Linked DNA regions of Sus scrofa: region 1 is linked to region 2. The links are chromatin contacts, called in public Hi-C maps. All regions are on one chromosome and are shown on one strand. The core of a region is the stretch at or near the end of the contact, and the rest is flanking DNA. Distances in the headings are between cores, read along the strand shown. Region 1 overlaps ZBTB16 (zinc finger and BTB domain-containing protein 16). Region 2 overlaps ZBTB16 (zinc finger and BTB domain-containing protein 16).

Evidence for each region. Hi-C and Micro-C count contacts between places; a contact is called where the count stands out from the background.
Region 1: a Hi-C map of liver shows a contact between it and region 2, with 2.9 times the contacts expected there. The contact joins two enhancer-like sites. A contact is called at or near these places in 10 of 47 Hi-C or Micro-C datasets (liver, mesenteric adipose tissue, omental adipose tissue and 3 more) and 1 of 2 datasets of contacts at active chromatin or transcription factors (skeletal muscle).

What each region holds. Positions count from the first base shown.
Region 1 is chr9:41,762,103-41,767,111 of Sscrofa11.1, forward strand. The region is part of intron 3 of ZBTB16 (zinc finger and BTB domain-containing protein 16); the gene reads left to right. Among named protein-coding and RNA genes, the nearest start is that of NNMT, 110 kb to the right of the region's middle. Within about 2 kb of position 2,374, at least 13 of the 83 cell types and tissues checked have an H3K27ac peak or open chromatin away from gene starts, as enhancers often do. A contact at or near this core is called in liver and retroperitoneal adipose tissue, where this site is marked.
Region 2 is chr9:41,649,011-41,654,028 of Sscrofa11.1, forward strand. All of the region lies in intron 2 of ZBTB16 (zinc finger and BTB domain-containing protein 16), which reads left to right. Among named protein-coding and RNA genes, the nearest start is that of ZBTB16, 12 kb to the left of the region's middle. Within about 2 kb of position 2,286, at least 12 of the 83 cell types and tissues checked have an H3K27ac peak or open chromatin away from gene starts, as enhancers often do. A contact at or near this core is called in liver and retroperitoneal adipose tissue, where this site is marked.

The sequences.
Region 1 (5,009 bases), core at 1,124-3,623, 110 kb after region 2:
TGTGTGATTATAGTGAAATATGTCTTTACGACTGTGAGACTCACTTTACGCAAGATAAATGGCCCCCAAATAACTGGCCATTGAATTTCAGTAAAATCAATCATACTTTGCACAAAGGAGTTCTTTAAAGGAGCCCTGGCCCCGGGCCTGGCTGTGACGATGGTAGCTGTCACTGACCGGTTCTGTGGATCTGCCCTCAGACATGGGGCTAGGCACCTTCCCCACCTTGTCCCAACCCTGGGAGGGACTTTCTCTTGCTGTTCCCATTTTGTTCCTGTTTTACACACAGAACAGCAGGCTCACTGAGTTGAGGCCACTTGCTGAGGGTCACAAGCCGAGTCTGTGACCTACACCACAGCTCACAGCAATACCAGATCCTTAAGCCACTGAGAGAGGCCAGGGATCGAACTTGCAACCTCATGGTTCCTAGTCAGATTCTTTTCCGCTGCACCAGAATGGGAACTTCTTAACAAGAATTTTGTATTCATTAATATCCATTATTGGGAGTTCCGGTTGTGGCACAGAGGAAGCGAATCCGACTAATATCCACTGGGATGCGGGTTTGATCCCTGGCCTCGCTCAGTGGTTCGGGGATCCGCTGTTGCTGTGAGCTATGATGTAAGTCGCAGATGTGGCTTGCATCCCGCGTGACTGTGGCTGGGGCATAGGCTGGCAGCTGCAACTCTGGTTTGACCCATATGCCATGGGTGTGGCCCTAAAAACAGAACAAAACAAAAAATCCATTGTCTCATTTGATCCTCACAGCATCAAGTGAGGCAGACAGATCCGATCCGATCGTTCCCATTGTACAGATGGGTTCACAGGTGCCTTGAGGTGTGATGACGTGTGTGATGTCCACAGCCGGGGACAGCTGAGCCAGGCCTGGCACCCAGTGCTCCCCGACTCTGGATCTTGCTGTGACCTCCTCTGGTTTCCTGGGACCTGTAACTGCTGGGGAGGGAGCAGGGGGTAACATACTTTATCTTCTTGTGCTTCTGCCTCTCTGTTGTTTCCTTTCTCTCCCTGCCATCCAGACCCCGGCTCTCCCTCTCCCCGCACTGACCCCATTCCAGCCGGCGGCCTCCTAGCTCTTGCTCTGCCCGGGATGAGCTTCCTTAGAGGGCAGTCTCGCCTTCTGCAGTTCTCCCTCCAATGCCCACTCATCCCATGTCAAATAGCCTTCTCTGTCCCTCTTCACTTGGCTCGTTCTCCCATTCTCTCTGGTCACCACCCATTTTGTATTCACTTGACTTTTAAAACCGTTCTTTCCCCTCTGGAACATAAGCTCCCGAGGACAGGGATTTGTCTCTTGTATCCACTTGCTGTAAACCTACTCTTGGCACCTACTTAACAAACATGCAGAAAACATCCCCCGTGTGCAGGAAGAAGATGGCCTGGCCTTCTCCCCACGCCAGGCTGAGCCCCGGGAAATACCGTGGCGGGGGAATGCTGCCGACACGTCCATAGGTGCCCGTTGTGTCCCACTGGCGTGACCTCCTGCCTCACCCCTACCCCCTCGCACCGAGGCTTTATAAATGTATTAGTGGCTGAATGATGTCACCGTAATGCGTTTTGGGAAGAGCCATGTGGTTTACGCACACTTGAGTTGCTCTGAATGCAAACCTGACATCATACCGAAGGCAGCAGTGAACAACGTATGCACAGTAAACAGGCAGAGACTGTCTTATTGATTAACAGATGAGGCCTCTATTATCGATCAAAGCTTGGCGAGGAAATTTATCACTTTTAATTTCAGGGCTGCCAAATATTTCTGCCTCTGAGCCAGCCATTACAGAGACAATTTAAAGGCACACGCCTCCCTGGGAGAGGGGGTGTCTGCCTCTCTCTGCTGGGCCCCCGGGTCCTGGGTCCTGGCACTGCCCATTCTGGCTGTTGAGGCTTGGGGTTTGGGGGTGTCTGGGTGGGGGTGGGGAGTGTCGAGGCTTCATGAATGGGGGCTGGTCTGGGAGCCCATGTCCATGGGATCCTCGTGTGTGTGTGTGTGTGTGTGTGTGTGTGTGTGTGTGTGTGTGTGTGTGTTGGGGGGGTGTTGTCACCCACAGTCAGTGAGGACAGGAGGCTTTCACACACTCAGCTCAGTTTCGTGACTTCAGCAAGGCAGGGGTGGGGAGGGGGGAATTTGAGGTCAGCCAGATGTGGTCAGGCCTGGGCTCAGCCGGCAACCTTGCCGAGATCATGTGTGCTAATCTGTTTTATCTTCGTCAGAGCTCGTGTGACGGCACACATCCGGCCTTTGATTTCCTACCTGCCCTCTTTCCTTGCTCCTGCTTCTCAGTCATTAAGGCAGATGCTCCTGCGGCCGCAAGGATGGCTGTTTTCTAAGAATCCTCTTCACCACAGCCCTTTGAGGCTGCAGCCTGAGCAGGCTCCTCACCCAGCGGCTGGGCTCCAGGCCGATGGCAGGGGTGATGGCGAGTCCACAGTGCCCTCCCCTTTCCAGCCCCTCCTCAGGCCTCTCTGCCTCCTTCCTTTTCAGGGAGCCTTGAGAACTGATAGGACCCAAGAAAGAAACACAGTTAAAATCGGATCCCTCCTGGGTCCTCAGAAAATCATTGTTGACTAATGATTTGGGACTGGGGGAGTTTCTCATTGTGAGGGGCTGTCAGTGGCTCCACCCCCACTTCCCACCTGGCCTGCTCCGCCCCAGTACTGCTGCATCACCAGTATCCATGGCTGGAAAGGGGCCCGGCTGCTTCCTCTGTGAACACCCATGCTGACTGCTTTGCCGTCAAGTTCCCTGGCTCTTTTTTGAAGCTCTAGAAGTCTCTTACAGATCCTTGGCCCTGGGACGCCCTGAAGCTTGGAGGGACACCCAGAGGGGATTGTGAGATTCTCTCTGCCTCGAGGTGAAATTCAACTCCAGCTACCTAAGACAAATGACAATATTTATTTATTTATTGCTTTTTAGGGCTGAACCCCCAGCACAGGGAAGTTCCCAGGCTAGGGATCAAATCAGAGCTGCAGCTACCGGCCTATGCCACAGCCACAGCAACGCCAGATCCAAGCAGTGTCTGCCGTTTACACAGCAGTTCATGGCAACACTGGATCCTTAATTTACTGAGCGAGGCCAGGGATGGAACCTGCATCCTCATGGATACTAGCCAGGTTTGTAATCCGCTGAGCCACAGTGGGAACTCCTGACAATATTTATTTTTAAGGCTCTTAGGGAAAAGTAATTTCATATCTTTCCTGGGACATTCTATCATTCATTTAGTCAGTCAGCTGCTGTTTATTGAGCATCCAATAGAAGGTATATCTTACTCCTCATTAGGAATATAGACAAGGCCAATGTCCTCGGTGTTTAGTGGTGTTTAATCTAAGTCTATACTGGTACGACTTGTATTCTGAGTGCTGGCTCTTAACGTGCCAGATACTCCAAGGCAAGGATTTTAAATCTATTAAAAAGTAGTGGAGAGTTCCTGTTGTGGTGCCACGGAATCAGCAGCCTTCTTAGAGCGCTGGGACTCGGGTTCAATACCCAGCCCAGCACAGTGGGTTAAAGATCGTGGGTTAAAGATCAAGTGTTGCCACAACTGCAGCTGATCCCTGGCCCAGGAACTCCATACGCCGAGCAGCTGCCCAAAAAGAAAAAAAAAACAAAACGAAAAATACAAAGTAGTGGAACCATTTTTTCCAACTAGAACTTCAGACAAAACCTTGCGGTATATGAGAGATGAAGTGGATTTTTTTGGGGGTGAGAGAGGGAGTCCAGAGCTCACCTTCCTATTCGTGAAGAGTCTTTGCCGATGGAACCGTAGGGAGGCTGAAGGGTACGGAGACGAAGAGCAAAGCCTCTGAGGTCAGGCTGCCTCGTTCTGAATCCACCTCTGTATTTACCCACGGTGTGATGCTGGGCAAGCGACTTAACCCCTCGGGGCTTGAGTTGTCTCATCTGCTAAATGGGAGTAATCATACCATGCCCTTCAAAAGGTTGTTAGGATGCAATGAAATGATATATCTTAAATATTTAGCCTGATGCCTGGTATTTACTAAAGCCTCAGGATATCTGAGATAGTTTGGAAATCACACTAGACTACTTTCTACTATAAATCTGTGGAAGAAATAGCTCTGCGACTTATGAGACTATAATACAAAACTCAGACACAGGCACACTAAGGAAGCCCTCACAATAGCCAAGACATGGAAGCAACATAAATGCCCATCGACAGAGGAGTGGATAAAAGAAGATGCAGTACATGCATACAATGGAATATTCTGTTAGCCATAAAAAGAACAAAATAATGCCATTTGCAGCAACATGGAGGGACCTAGAGGTTATCATACTAAGTGAAGTTAGACAGTGAAAGACAAACATCATATGTATCACATATGCAGACTCTAAAAAAAAGGATCCAAATGAACTTATTTGCAGAACAGAAATATACTCACAGACTTTGAAAACAATTTATGGTTACCAAAGGAGACAGGTCGGGGAGGAAGGGACTGGGGGTTTGGGATTGGCATATGCACACTGAGGTATATCGAATGATTGGGCAACAGGGACTCTACCCAAAATTCTGCGATAATCCATATGGGAAAAGAATGGATGTGTGTATATATGACTGAATCATTTTGTTGTACAGCATAAATTATCACAGTGTTGCAAATAAGCTATACTTCTGTAAAACTAAAAACAAAACAAAACAAAAGCATGAGTGTTCCCACTGTGGTGCAACAGGATCCGTGGTGTCTGGGGAGTTCTGGGGCATAGGTTCAATCCCTGGTCCAGCACAGTGGATTAGGGATCCGGTCTTGCCACAGCTGCGTGCGGGTTGCAGCTCTGGTGGCCAAAAACTTTTAAAAAAATAAAAAAGAAGAAGCAGCAGCACTTAGATGTGTTGAAAGGAACAAAGTGCAGCGGCAGCTTGGAAATGGCAGAGCCGGGGGAGCGGGGCTTGGCACACGTACACTCCACTCATGGAAATAGGCAAGGACTGGAATGGACGAGAATGAAGCCGGGCATTGCCCAGGTGCAGAGACCCATGGAG
Region 2 (5,018 bases), core at 1,036-3,535:
AGCCTCCCCTCAGGGGGTGTGGGTCCCTCATTCCATATCTGGGATGGTGAAATCTGAGAAGCTCTGAAAGCTAAAAGGGTTTGTGTAAGTTGGCCGCAAACTCGTTTAGTAGCAAAACCTGATCTGAACTGATGCGAGGCTATATTTATCCTGCCGATTTTGAATATTCATATGTTTTGCTGCCAAAATATTAATGTGTTTGATTACAGAGTGCTTCCCTAGACGACTCTGGGACTGGCAAACACTCTAGGCCCCATAGCACCTTTCTAAAATCTGAACAGTTGGGATTTCTGAAGCACCCAAGGGTTTGGAGTAAAGGATTGTTGGCCATTATCGGCCCTAACATACAGGTGGGGACCGTGAACTTTGGGTAAGTGACATGCCCAAGGTCACATAGCTATAAATGGTTAGGGCCAGGAGCTCAGCTCACTCTCAGATTCACAGTCCCGGGTGCTCCTCCACAGGCCATATAAGCACATGGGCATTGCCGTTCTGGGTCAGATCCATCTGACCTAGTCTTAAGGTGCCAACACCATCCCTAAGATACCACCCTTGGAGGCTACGGGTCTCTTCCTTGACGTCAATCCTAAAGGTCAGGTGGAGCCCAGATCTCTTAGGAGCTATTTATGGCTGCTCTGTCATTCACAGATTTGCCTAAATCCTTTCTGAAACCGTTCCTGTTTCCAGGAAGTATCCTTTTGGGGGTGATGAATGACCTAAGTTTATAAGCTCCTGGGCTCCTGGAGAGCTCGTCTTTTGGAGCCGTCGATTGTTGGTTGTGAAGAGCGGAGGATGGCAGCGGGCTCTGGGGGGTTGAGGCCCGCTGTTTGGGAGGCTGGGTCTCCGTACTCGGCTTGACTTTGCTCACTCGCTTGCTTTCTTCTTTTTCTCCCTCTGTCACTCTCATTGGTCTCTTTTTCATCTTGAGCTTATCGTCTTCATTTCTAAAACTAGCCAGTTGGATGAGCTATTTCTGAATTGGTGAACTCTTTCAAAAGTTTGCCGCTTCTGCACTTACTTATAGCCTCATGAAGTCCTTTTGGTTAATTGAATTTTGCTCTGTTTTGGAATCTGGTTTGGGAGTCAGCCAGCTAAAACAGGGTCAGTTTGATTTGATTCTGTCTACTTGGACTTCGTTGCTTTTTTTTTTTTTTTAGTACTTTAACCTGCTTAGGGTTACTGAGTCATCTGGGATCTAGGCTGAACTCTTGGAAATTTGAAGATGAGTTCTTTAGTTTTCTTTCTAGCAGAAGTAAGTTGCCTGCTCTCTCATCTTGGTGAGAAGTCCCATTTTAATTTGCTGTCGCTATTGGATGGAGTTGCTAATTGCTGGAAGGAGAGGGCAAGAACGCTTTCATTCAGCAACACTTTTTTTCCTTCTGCTTGTTCTGGGACAACTCTGAATCTTTCAAATTGTGATGATCCTACAAGTTAAAATCGAAACTCCGTTCACAACTCTGATTTGTTGCTAATTTGGGGAAAAACATTTCCAATTATTTTAAGTTTTAAAAATGAATGACTTGAAAACAAGTCCAGCTGAAAGCCCGTGTGTGAGACATGAGTCTTGCTAAATGAATACAGGCCTGCCTCACTTCGCCCATTGGAGGGTTCTGGAATTTTCCACAAGAACAAAAGCTTTTCTTGGTCAAGTTCTGTTCTGGTGGTGGTAGGCGAAAGCTCTGACTCAGTGGCATTGACTTTGGTGGAAAGGAAAACTTACCATGGCACCCCCACTCCCTCACCTTCGACCCCATGTGTTTCACGTAGTAAATAGACATTTTGAGCAAGTCAGACTCTCTGGGTCAGAATCCCAACCTGACCACTTACCAGCTGTGTGGCTCTGGTTACATTACTTAACATTACCTGACATTACTCTTGGGGACATTACCTTATTGCGCCTGTTTGCTCATTTGTGAAATGGGAATAATAACAGTACTTACTTACTGGGTTGTTACAGGGATTAATCAGTAAATACTGAGCACTGGCTAGGAAGTAGGTGACCCAAAGTAAATGTTTGCTGTTGTATTTTTGCTGCCATTGTTGTAAAGCTGGCAGTGCAGGGTAAAAATTATGTTCGTGTTGGTCCAGGTCCTGCTTTCCCCCAAAGGTATTGTTTATACGGCACCTAAATAAGAGCTGCCACCTCTGGCGTCCTGTATTTGGAGCTGATACACAGTGACCACCGAAATTTCCCCCTCAATCTGATCTCTTCTAGCGCGGTGGCCAGGGTACTCTTTGTCCCATTGACCTGAAGCCTGATGAGTCATCCCAGTCCTCGTTTAAATTTAGCCGGGCAGCGCTCCACTGGCATCGTTTCCAAATGCCGAGGCAGCTCACCACTGCCCTGTCCCCTTGCCTGTGCATGTGGTCAGGCCAGCAAATCACTGCAGTGGCGGCAGAGCCTAGGAGCACAAACACCTCCTTTCCGAGAAGCCTGGGCTTGTGGACGGAGCATGTTTCAGAGCCCCTTCCCATTCCTTCTCCGCCGTGCAGGATGCTTCTAAGGGTGGATTCAGCAAACAGCGCTTTGAGGGCTTGACACGCCTCAGGTTCTGTGCCAAGTGTGTTTGTATCTTCCCAACCCCTCTAGCCGCCCTGTAGGGTAGATATTTGTTTCCCGTTCCCTGATGGGCAGAGGGGAACCCGAGAGGCTAATGGACCTGTCCCTGGTGAGCCGGTGAAGGGTGGCACCAGAATTTGTGCTTAGGTCTTCTGGCTCCACGTTCATGCTTCTTTCCATAACGTCCTGCTTGGATCTTCAGCCCCTAATGGAGTCGGAAGGGAAGGGGGAGTTACAGGAAGGACCAGCTCCGTGTTCCCTGTGGCCGGTGACCAGGAGGCTCATCACTTGGCCACTAGCTTCCTCTGATGACCAGAGAGGAGGGGGGAGGGAGGGCGCTGCTTAACTGTGCGAAAGGTTTGTGTTTTCCGGGCCGGGGCCACGCGGGTCCAAGAGCACTCCACCATCTCTCACACAGAGAGAGACCAGCTTCTAGGGATAGAGGCCTTTTATGCTGACTCCAAAAACAGAAAAAGGGAGAGAAAAAGAAACCCACTTACAAAAATAAAAATTCCATGCTGTTAATCTCATGCCAGCATAATCAGAATTTCCCCTTTCTACTGTTTCCCCTTAAAAGCCCCCATGTCCTTATTATGCTGGCTCAGTCTGGAAAAACTCTGGTTGGGTTTTTGCCTACGTGAGGCTTAACGCTGCAGCTGCAAAGAGGGGATCCGGTCCTTGATCGTCAGCACGGAAACTTCGGGTAAAAACTCACAAAAACCTGCTGAATTCTAAATTCCTCCCTCACTTTCGACTCTGTCCTTAAGATCTGATTTTCTTCAGCAAGAGCAGACTGTGTTCAGCTTTGCAGTAGGAAAAATCCAAGTCAGATAAGAGAAAGAACTTCCCTAGACAGGGGGGGTATGACTGGCGAAATTACTAGAAGATGGAGTTGGAGAAATCTTGATGGGAGGTTGCACTGTGGGCCAGTTGAAAGTGGTGTTTACAGTTCTCCCCTCTTTAGGGCCCTTTAGATGCCCCAGATGATAAGAGCGAACATATAAGACAGGCATGCTGAGAATGAGACAGGCACCGCCAGACCCTGTGCCTGTCGGTGTGTAGGGCCAGGGCACAGACGGATCTCAGATAGACTTGGCTTTGCCTGCTGGCCCCTCATTGTGAATTGGGGCAGGTGGCTTCCCTTGTCTGACCATCAGGCTCCTGTTCTGTGAAGCGAGCTTAGCCCTTCCCTCTCGATGGGATTCAAACAGGCTCAGTGAGGTACCCTGTCCCCTCGATCCCACAGCAGGGACTCCATGTGAGGCCGCCTCCCTGTTTCCCCGCTTCGCTTGTGACCTCACAAGGGAGCCTCTCGCCTCCCAAGTCCCCTGCCACCCTCACCGGGCATCAGTCTCTAAGTGGATTAACTGAGCGTTGTGATCTTAATGCCATTAGGCCTGTTGGCACGACCCTCCTTGCCATAGTGAGAAGCAGATGTGGCCGACCGTAATGGCCCTGGGTGATCCATCAGGCCTGGAGCGCTGGGGGAAATGCTATGAGCGTCCATTTGGGGGAGTCTTTTATGGCAGCTGGGGGACATGCAGAGCGATGGTCTGAAATGTATTGATTTCAGCCGTTCGGCAGGTTAGATGCTGCCGGGGGGGTCCACAGTGGCTAAAGCTCCCTCTTCCCCTTAAAGAAGGCCCCTCCCCAAGCCCGAAGCCCAGGCCTGATGACTTCCAGAGTTGGAGAGACAGCTTAGCAGGCTCTTGTTTCTTGCCGATGTACCTTATTAGTAGCACCTGGCATCATAACCCACTAATGGGAACCAGCGCTCTCCTCCTGCGTGGCCAGTGACAAGTAGCCCTGTCAGCCGGAGCTCGCCGTGCGAGGAAGTTCCTATTAGCTTTATGGTCAGGAGGACTTGTCCTGTTCAGGAAATGAATGTTGCCGCTAAAGGTCCGCGGCCCTGACCCTGGCGGCATAACCTGTGCGGGCCGGGGAGACCTCGCTCAGGATGCTTGGGATTTCAGCCCCTCTCTGGTTCTCGTCATATGTAAAGAAGGAATCATTGTGGTATGTTGCAGCCTTGAACTTTTGATTTATTCGCTGAGGGCGACTTAACCGTTTCCATGCCTGGATGGCTGTGTGTTGGCAGAGCTGAGGGTGTGGGCCTGGATGTGGGTGTGGAATCTGGGGGCCGGGGCTTGGGGGGGTGGAGGAGAAGAGACCCCCACATGCAGGCAGAGCTTGTCTGGGGGGGGTGGGATCCAGGGGAGGGGGCTTTGCTTGCTCTCCCTTCCTGGTGGGAGTGTCTGGATATTCTGGGCTGGTTGCTGCTTGCAGAACGGTGGGAAGCTGGGAGGCATCGTGTCTGCGGCCAAACCCCGGTTTGAATTCATCCTCCGCCCATTGGAAGCTTTGCGATGGATGCCTAGCCACCTGCTTCTTCGTTTGCTCGAGAAGTTAAAGACACTGACTTCACACGTGTGCCGGATGTCCTTCGTAAGAGACGGTG